2 separate regions of the Oryctolagus cuniculus genome follow, and region 2 is linked to region 1. Evidence: chromatin contacts called from public Micro-C data. All regions are on one chromosome and are shown on one strand. The core of a region is the stretch at or near the end of the contact, and the rest is flanking DNA. Distances in the headings are between cores, read along the strand shown. Region 1 holds the start of CNOT2 (CCR4-NOT transcription complex subunit 2). Region 2 holds the start of KCNMB4 (potassium calcium-activated channel subfamily M regulatory beta subunit 4).

Region 1 (4,080 bases), core at 404-2,903:
CCTATAGCTTAGAAAAATCTGAAATTATTATGAGTCTTAAAAATAAAAACATTGTTTCATGCCAGTGACATACACAGGGACTCAAATTATTATCAGGTCAGCAATATTCATATGTACATGTACTCATATATACATAGGTATTTCGATGCAAATATGTATTGCACATACAAGTTCAGTTACATATATGTAAAGCATATACACGGAGGACTATCCAGTCTTTCAACACAACATATTACGGTAGCTGATGTTAACAAGCCTGAAGGAGAGAGGAGGAAGAAGAGGGAGGAACTGTTGGAGGAAAAGAGGGAGACAGCGAGGGAAAGATCCTCACTTAAGTATGTTGTTCTTCCTTGAATTTTCCTGAAGTTAAAAAAAAACATGGTGAACGAAATGAATAGCCAGGCAAAACATTTTCTCCTGGCGTCGCCAGCACCATTCAGAGTTGAAATAAACTTAAACAACACCCACTGACGTGTCAAAATACCTCACACTCAAACACATGACAAAGTTAAATTTTATTTTATAGTGCACTTCTTTTTCCTGCTATTTCTTACCTTTGGCTTTCAATGAGACATTTAAATTGGGTTATAGTTATTTTAAGTGGAAAGGTGCTGATTTTATAGAAGAAATGACCAGGGGCTGGTGCTGTGACATAGTAGGTTAAGCATCTGCATGTAGTGCTGGCATCCCATATGGGCACTGGTTCCAGTCCTGGCTGCTCCACTTCCTATCCAGCTCTCTGCTGATGGCCTGGGATGGCAGTAGAGGATGGCCCAAGACCTTTGGCCCCTGCACCCGCGTGGGAGATCCTGGCTTCGGATCCACCAGTTGGCCCAACTCCACCAGTTGCAGCCATCTGGGGCGTGGGAAGTGAACCAGTGGATGGAAGACCTCCCATCCCGCTCCCCCAACTTTGTATCTCAAGTAAATAAATAAATCTTAAAAAAAAAAAAAAAGACCAAAGGAAGCACAAATTTTCTTCTAGTTAATTTTACTTTAATTAACAAGGTATGTCACGCAAATTTAGGAACAATTTTCACAATATGGAACCACAGAGTTCCAACGCGCACATGCAGAAGCAAACAGCTTCTTATTTTAAGTGCACAACGCTCAGTACTTACAAAAAGTGAAATTTATGGGAGCACAAAAGAATAGAAAGAGATGCCAATATTGCAAACTTTAATTTCACTGTGACAACTCCGAAGTGTCCACCAAACCAACCAGGCTTTCAAAGGGTCCGGCTGCTGGCTCAGGCTTCCGTGAGGGCCGGGGAGTGGGATCTAATCAAAGCGCTAGAAATTGAATACAGCTCCAACAAGCTCACCCCGTAGTGCTCTAAAACCCCGCACCCCACGATGACTTCTTCCGGATGGGCTAAAAATAATAAAAGGAAAGGGGGAGGGGAGCAGAAAACACCCTTGGGTTCAGCGGAGGGGAACTCACTTCTCGGGAGGTGACGGTGACGCGCTGCCGGTCCCTGGAAATGCGTGCACAGGCCCCGGGGGTGGCGGGGGCTGAGGGAGGCAAAGGGACATCCGTCAGATTCGCTCCAGGTGGTGGGCGTGAGGCGAAGCCCGCGCCTGCGGACGTGCGGGGGCGGGGAGTAAGACGAAGACACAGACACAGACCCAAACACAAACACAAACACGCTTCGCGGCCCCGAGGTGGGCGGACCCACGCCACCTCACCACTCCCCGCCCCTGGACCCCGCGGCACCTCTCGGGCCCAAGACCCGAGTCCTGGAAGAAGCGATTCGGCGCTGCGGACGGAAACGGCAGCGGCCGCGGAGGCCCCGCTTGCTGTACCGGCAGCGGAAGAGCGACACGACTCCTGGTAGTCGGGAAGAGGCTCGGGCAAGCCGCGGAGCGGGCGGTGGGGGAGTAAAACGCCTCTCCGCACCCTCCGAGCAGCGCGCGGGAAGCGGCCTACCCACCCCCAACCTTTCTGAATCGCCGCTCCCACCTTCCGCCGCCGCCGCCGCCGCCGCCGCCTTGAGGGAAGCCGGAGCGACGGGGGTCACGGCGGGGGTCAGAGGGTAAAGGTCTTGCTCCCAGCAGCCTCCGCGGTGGATACGTCGCCATCTTGGATCCGCGGGACAAGAAAATTCATGCGGTGAGTTTTTGGCAAATTTTCGGAAGTCTGGCAGCGGGGCGCGCGGCGGGGGCGGCGGATTCGGGGCCCCCGCAAGGCGGGGGAATGCCTCGGGGCCGGGCCGGTCGCTCCCGGGGTCCGCGGGTAGCGTCCAGGCCCGCCGCTTCCCGTTGCTTTTGTCTCGGCTCCAATCGAGAGGGAGAGCGGAGCGGGCGGGGAGGGGGGGTGGCGGTGGTGGAGGGAGGGAGGGGGTGTGTATGGGGGGGTGGTGGACGGGACGTAAAGCGTCGCTGTACTCGGGCCGCTGCAGCGGCAGCTTCAGATCCGAGGCCTGGTCCCGTCGGCCGGCGACGGGGCTTTCTCCAGACTCCGGTCCCCGGGCTCCCGCCAGCGCGGAGGAGCCGCTGCCGCCGCGCTGCTTCCTGGGCAAGAAGAGAAGGCGGCGGCGGCGGCGGCGGCGGCCGAGGCCGAGGAGCCCCTGCCTGCTTTAGACGGCTCTCTTGCCTTCCTAGCAGCTGTTGCGGTCTCTGACTCTTTACATTCTAATACAAGCACATCATCGGCCACTCGTGTGTGTTTGTGTTTGTGTGTGTATGTGTGTATTGAAGTGTAAGATGAGGGCACTCCAGACTGGCTAACGGGCCTCAGGAGCCTTTCGGGCCCTGGGAGACCGAAGGCTGTGCATGTCGGAGGGAGGAATGCAACTAAGATGCTGCCTTTGCCATTGCCATCGGAGGCTAAAGCTTCCGTGTGTCGTAGAGACTGAGTCCGGATGGTCCTGGGAGGCGGAGGAACCCGAGACGGTCTGTCTGAAGTTGCAAGCCCTAGGTTTCCACTTCCGCCGGGGCCTCTGCACCTTTTGCTGTCTTAGGTCTAGCTTAAAAGTTTCGCGGAAGAAATGAATCGGGTTAAGAGGCTCCGGTAGCTCTTAGTTGAGGTACGGTTGTCCAACCAGGAGAAAGCTGCTAACTCTTGATAACTCTGATCCTTAGAGAAGGCGAATTGTAATTTTCTTCTATAAAAGCATTTCCAAGGTTTTAGGATTTGCATTTATTCTAGACCCTTTGGGTATGGTATCATCACTAGAAAAGTCTCACATACGGGTACCACCCTCTCGGAAGGAACCCAAACATCAACTTCCTTCGAATCCTACATCTTCACTTTTCAACATCCGGAAGACCGAGTGCAATGTATTTTGTTTCATTTTCATAAAAGTTTTGACCGAAGAATCACCCTTTCTTGGTCATCTAAACACTTCATAATAATTAAGGACACTGATATGAACCCCTGTTTTCTAGGCAAAATGGTAGAAAGTACTGTACTCAACCAAATGTGTTAAGGAGGGAAGCCATACTTGAATTTCATGTTCAAAGGTGAACACGTTTCCTGTCATGCTTGATGTTAGGAGTTCTTAGAGCCTAGGAATCATTAAGTGGAACTATTTACCCTTTGAAATAAGGTAGTGGAAATAAAGTATGGGATGAAGGGTTGAATAGAGATTTGAAAGTATATATTTACATACCTGGTTTATGTTGAGTTTGGGATGCTTGGTATGTTTTAAAACAGTGACTACATACATCTCTCTTGCAATTTGGAAGATTGACTTTATCACAGATTTAAAGGGTTGAATAAGAATCACAGTGGATTGAAATGGTTAAATGTCTGGTTAGATCCTATTTCATTGAAATGTTTCTTGGTGGACCAAGAGCAGTGTAGTAATCTCTGTATGTTGAACTCTTTAGTTTGTAGTTCTGTTGTATTAAATCTAAGGGAAGATTCCGAACACAAAATACACTTTTTTAGGTATTCAGACAAAACCACTAGCTCTCCATCCACTTCTTGACTTTGTAAGATTCTTAAGCTTTCTAAGACTCCTGAACTATGGAAGGTCCTTTCTCCCTATTTTTTCTGAGGGCTTGCCTTGTAGTCATTTCTGGTAATACTTTGTTTTAGACAGGAATGAGAAACTATTTCATGTTATTTTACATC
Region 2 (4,080 bases), core at 1,162-3,661, 130 kb after region 1:
TTTCATTATGTTTATTCTTACCTAATTATCCAAGGTGCGAGTGTTTAAAACTTAACACAAAGAATGAATTTAATGAAAAAGTCTATAATATTAATTTTCTCACTTTTGTATTTTAGCCATCTAAGTATTTAAAATTTTATTATCAAAAAAATTCAAAATGTGCCAAGTTTTAAAGTTTATAAAAGCTCTCCTTACACTTTTTCAGACTCTTCATAAAACTATATGTACATATTAAATTGTGTTTTCCAACTGTTAACATCTGCCACAGGGTTTTTTTAAGAATATTGATCATGAAAATAAATTATAAATGAGAGTGGCTTTAATGTCTGTGTTTGTATCGATTTTATTTTCCTTTTAGGTGGGATTTCATCAAGCTGTGAGTCTCCTGAAAAAGGCTGCAGACAGTGATGTCCGTCAAATGTCAGTCTGGTTCGAGTGTTTTTGGTGTTATATTGTAACTGGTGGAACAGCATTCAGAGAATTAGCTGCTTTTTCTTTGCCCTCCAGGGATCAGCAGGTGCTCAGCAGCCTCAGGAGCTCAGCACTTCTGAGGTCTCTGGGGTTCTACCACCATTCTGACCAGAGAATCAATGGTGACCCACTCTGAAATTGAGGGGTGGACATAGCCAGTCGTGCTTGAATGTGGGAAGACAGCCTCACTTCAAGTAAATGAAACTGGGGCCAGCATTGTGGCACAGCAGGTTAAGCTGCTGTCTGGGATGCCAGCCTCCCATATGGGAGCTAGTTCCAGTCCCGCCTGCTCCACTTTTGATCCAGCTCCCTGCTACAGCACCTGGGAAAGCAGAAGAGGATGCCCAGTGCTTGGGCCCCTGTACCCATGCAGGAGACCTGGAAGAAGTTCCCAGCTCCTGGCTTCGGCCTAGCCCAGCCCAGGCCTTTCAGGCTATCTAGGGAGTGAACCAGTGGATGGACAATCTTTCTCCCTCTCTCGCTCTCTCTTTTTTTTAAAGATTTATTTACTTGAAAGTCAGAGTTACACACAGAGAGAAGGAAAGCAGAGAGAGAGAGAGAGAGAGAGAGAGAGAGAGAGAGAGGTCTTCCATCCGCTGGTTCACTCCTCAGATGGCCGCAATGGCCGGAGCTGTGCCAATCCGAAGCCAGGAGCCAAGAGCTTCTTCTGGGTCTCCCACGGGGGTGCAGGGGCCCAGGGACTTGGGCCATCTTTGCTGATCTGCTGCTGCTTTCCCAGGCCATAGCAGAGCTGGATCGGAAGTGGAGCAGCCAGGACTAGAACTGGAGCCCATATGAGAAGTTGGCACTGTCAAAGGCGGCTTTATCCCTTATGCCACACCGCTGGCCCCTTTTCCTCCCTCTCTCTCTAACCCTTTCAAAAAAACTTTTTAAGTAAAGGAAACTAATAAGCACTCAGTTCCATTAAGGGTAAAATAAATTGATCACATTTGTGAAATCTTTTGATATGTTTGAGAAGTGAACTAATTTAAAATAGGAGGAAAGTAAATGTTTAAAGAACAGAAGGCCGGGTAGCACTCGTTTCTTCAAATAATTGTAAAGAAATGATTACATGCCAAACTACAAACAAATTGATTCAATGGTTCTAAAGAACTTACGTTAAACTGCAAATGAATTTTCTGATTTTCTGATGTTCCTAGTCTTGGAAGAGCATCTGAGAAGAATTTTGAGACAGAACACTTTAAGCTCTGAAATCACTGAAAACTCAATAATACTCCTTCAAGTAGTTCTAGGCCCCTCCCCCATCCATGAGCAAGAATGGGAATGAATTCCTGGCTCAGGTTCCGCCCCTGTGCAACCCCAGCTGCAATAGCTGCCTGGAGTCTGTGAGGGGGCTTTGCTTTGCTGCCGCAGGGTGAAGCCTGTGACCACGGGGTAAGCTGTTCTAACTAGCAACTCACTTTGCTTTCAGCTACTGAAATTACGCACATTGGTCTCGCACCAACAGAAAAGGCTGGGAATGATGGCAGTCACTGGGTAAAAACGGGACGGTAGCAAAGTACAAAGCGTCTTCCTCAGTTCGACGTTTTCCTAACCCAGTCATCTTCTTGAAAAACAAAAAAACAAACGAAAGAAAACAAAAAGCAGGGTCTCCCAGCAACTCAAGTTGATGTGTCCACTGCTTGGAAATCCGCATTGCCTCTCACATAAAGACAGAAAGGAACGGTACTTGAGCAGAACCGCAGGCGAAAGGTACGCGATACCAGTTAAGCAACATCTGAAGCCCAGGACAGAGAAGACAAGAGCCCCACGTCTTCATCAGGAGCACAATTTAGTTTTTGCTCATCTGGGACTTGCAAAACACAACAAAAAAAAATACACTTATGTATGCTTTGCCACGAAGTGAGCATCTTGATGATAATTTCAAGATGTAGTAGTAGTCAAGTTTGATAGAAGTACGGTTTGAGAAAAGGCAATGTTGGAACAAAAACAAGGACTTGAGCCTGACGGTGCACCGGCGGGGTGGGGGTGCAGGGAGCCGCGGGAAGAGCTGGGAGAGCACAGAGCCCGGAGGAGCGGTACCTGGCCCAGGCGGGTGTGCGCAGCGATCCTGGGAAGCTCATGAGGAACCGCGGGCCACTGCAGGGCCCCCGGGCGGCGAGGCTCCCGAGCGGGGAAACCGCCGAAGGGGTCTGTCCTCGGGAGCTGCGAAGCCAGGGGGCGGTGCTGATCGGGGCAGCGGCGTCTCTTCGCCTGCCCGCCTCACGCCCCGTTTCCTTCGGACCCTCTTCAGCCAGCCCCAGCCAGGAGGACAAATCTCACGAGGCGGACCCTGCTGCCGCGAGGTTCGGTCGAGGCCCCGGAAGCAAGTTTCGCCCGTCTCGCCGGCGCCCCGCGCGATGCCTCCACAGCAGACTCCACCTGCCTGCGTCTGTGCCGGTCCGATCTCGCCGTCCGCGCCGGGGATGCGGGCCTGCGCCGAATGCCGGGACGGAGCGGTGCCCGCGCTCGCAGGGACCCGGGGGGCGGCAGCGTGGGCGCAGCCGGGCCACACTCCTCGCCGCGCCGCCAGCCCCTGCCCTCCCTAGCCAGGACCTCCGCTCGCCCGTGGGCTTCCACGTCGGTGCGCTCGGCCCGGCCACCCCTGCCCGCTTCCCCGGGCGCCAGCTGCCAGGCGACCGGCCAATCCGCGTGTGCAGTTCAAGATTCCCGCCGCTCCACTGGCTCTTCCCCCTTCCCCTCTGTTTTCCCATTTTTTTTTCTTTTAAACTTTCACCCCGGTTAAGCTGTTTTGATCCCAAATCCTCAACTCGGACATCTCTCCGGCGGGATTCAGCGCGGCCTCGGAACACCCGCCGTCGCCGTCCCCGGTGCGCGCTCGCCCCCTCGCCCGCCGGGGACGCACCGGGGCGGGGCGGGGCGGGGCCCGAGGGCTCCGGGCGGCGGCGGCGGCGGAGGGGCGGAGCAGCCTCCCGCACCGGGGGGAGCCCTGGGGCTCGCCCCTGCCCAGCCGTTCGGACCGTGGCGGCCGCTGCCCGGCGGGTGCGCGCAGCAGCGGCCAGCGGGCCATGGAGACCGGGAGACGCTCGGCGGGAGGAGGCGGGGTGGGGGAGGCGGGGAGAGCGCGGGCGTGGAGGCTGGCAGGGGGCGCTGGAGGCTGGAGCGGTCCGTGCGCTCCCCGCGCCCGAGGGTGCAGGCGGCTCTGAAGCGGCGGCTGCTCCGCCGAGCCGGCGCGGCGGCTGGGGGCGCGCGGGGCGGGGGGGGGGGGCTGCCGCCGCCGCCGCCGCCGCCGGGGGCGTCGCCGGGCTCGGCCCCTTTGTTCTCGCGCGCTCCCCCTCGCCGCCCACTCCCCTGCTGTCGCGCGGCGGCGGCGGCGGCGGCGGCTCCTCCCGCCCGAGGCAGTCGGGCTGGGCGCCGGGGGCGGGAGGGGGCGGGGGGAGCGCGCCAGCCGCCGAGAGTGGGGGGCGATGGCGAAGCTCCGGGTGGCTTACGAGTACACGGAAGCCGAGGACAAGAGCATCCGGCTCGGCTTGTTTCTCATCATCTCGGGCGTCGTGTCGCTCTTCATCTTCGGCTTCTGCTGGCTCAGTCCCGCGCTGCAGGATCTGCAAGCCACGGCGGCCAACTGCACGGTGCTGTCGGTGCAGC

The links. Hi-C and Micro-C count contacts between places; a contact is called where the count stands out from the background.
Region 2: a Micro-C map of ear pinna shows a contact between it and region 1, with 5 times the contacts expected there. The contact joins the promoter of KCNMB4 here to the promoter of CNOT2 in region 1. A contact is called at or near these places in 2 of 6 Hi-C or Micro-C datasets (ear pinna and an unstated tissue).

Annotation. Positions count from the first base shown.
Region 1 is chr11:72,779,001-72,783,080 of mOryCun1.1, forward strand. CNOT2 (CCR4-NOT transcription complex subunit 2) reads left to right here and starts at 1,654. Exons shown (of 15, transcript XM_070052629.1): 1 at 1,654-2,112.
Region 2 is chr11:72,911,856-72,915,935 of mOryCun1.1, forward strand. KCNMB4 (potassium calcium-activated channel subfamily M regulatory beta subunit 4) reads left to right here and starts at 2,412. Exons shown (of 4, transcript XR_011380162.1): 1 at 2,412-4,080.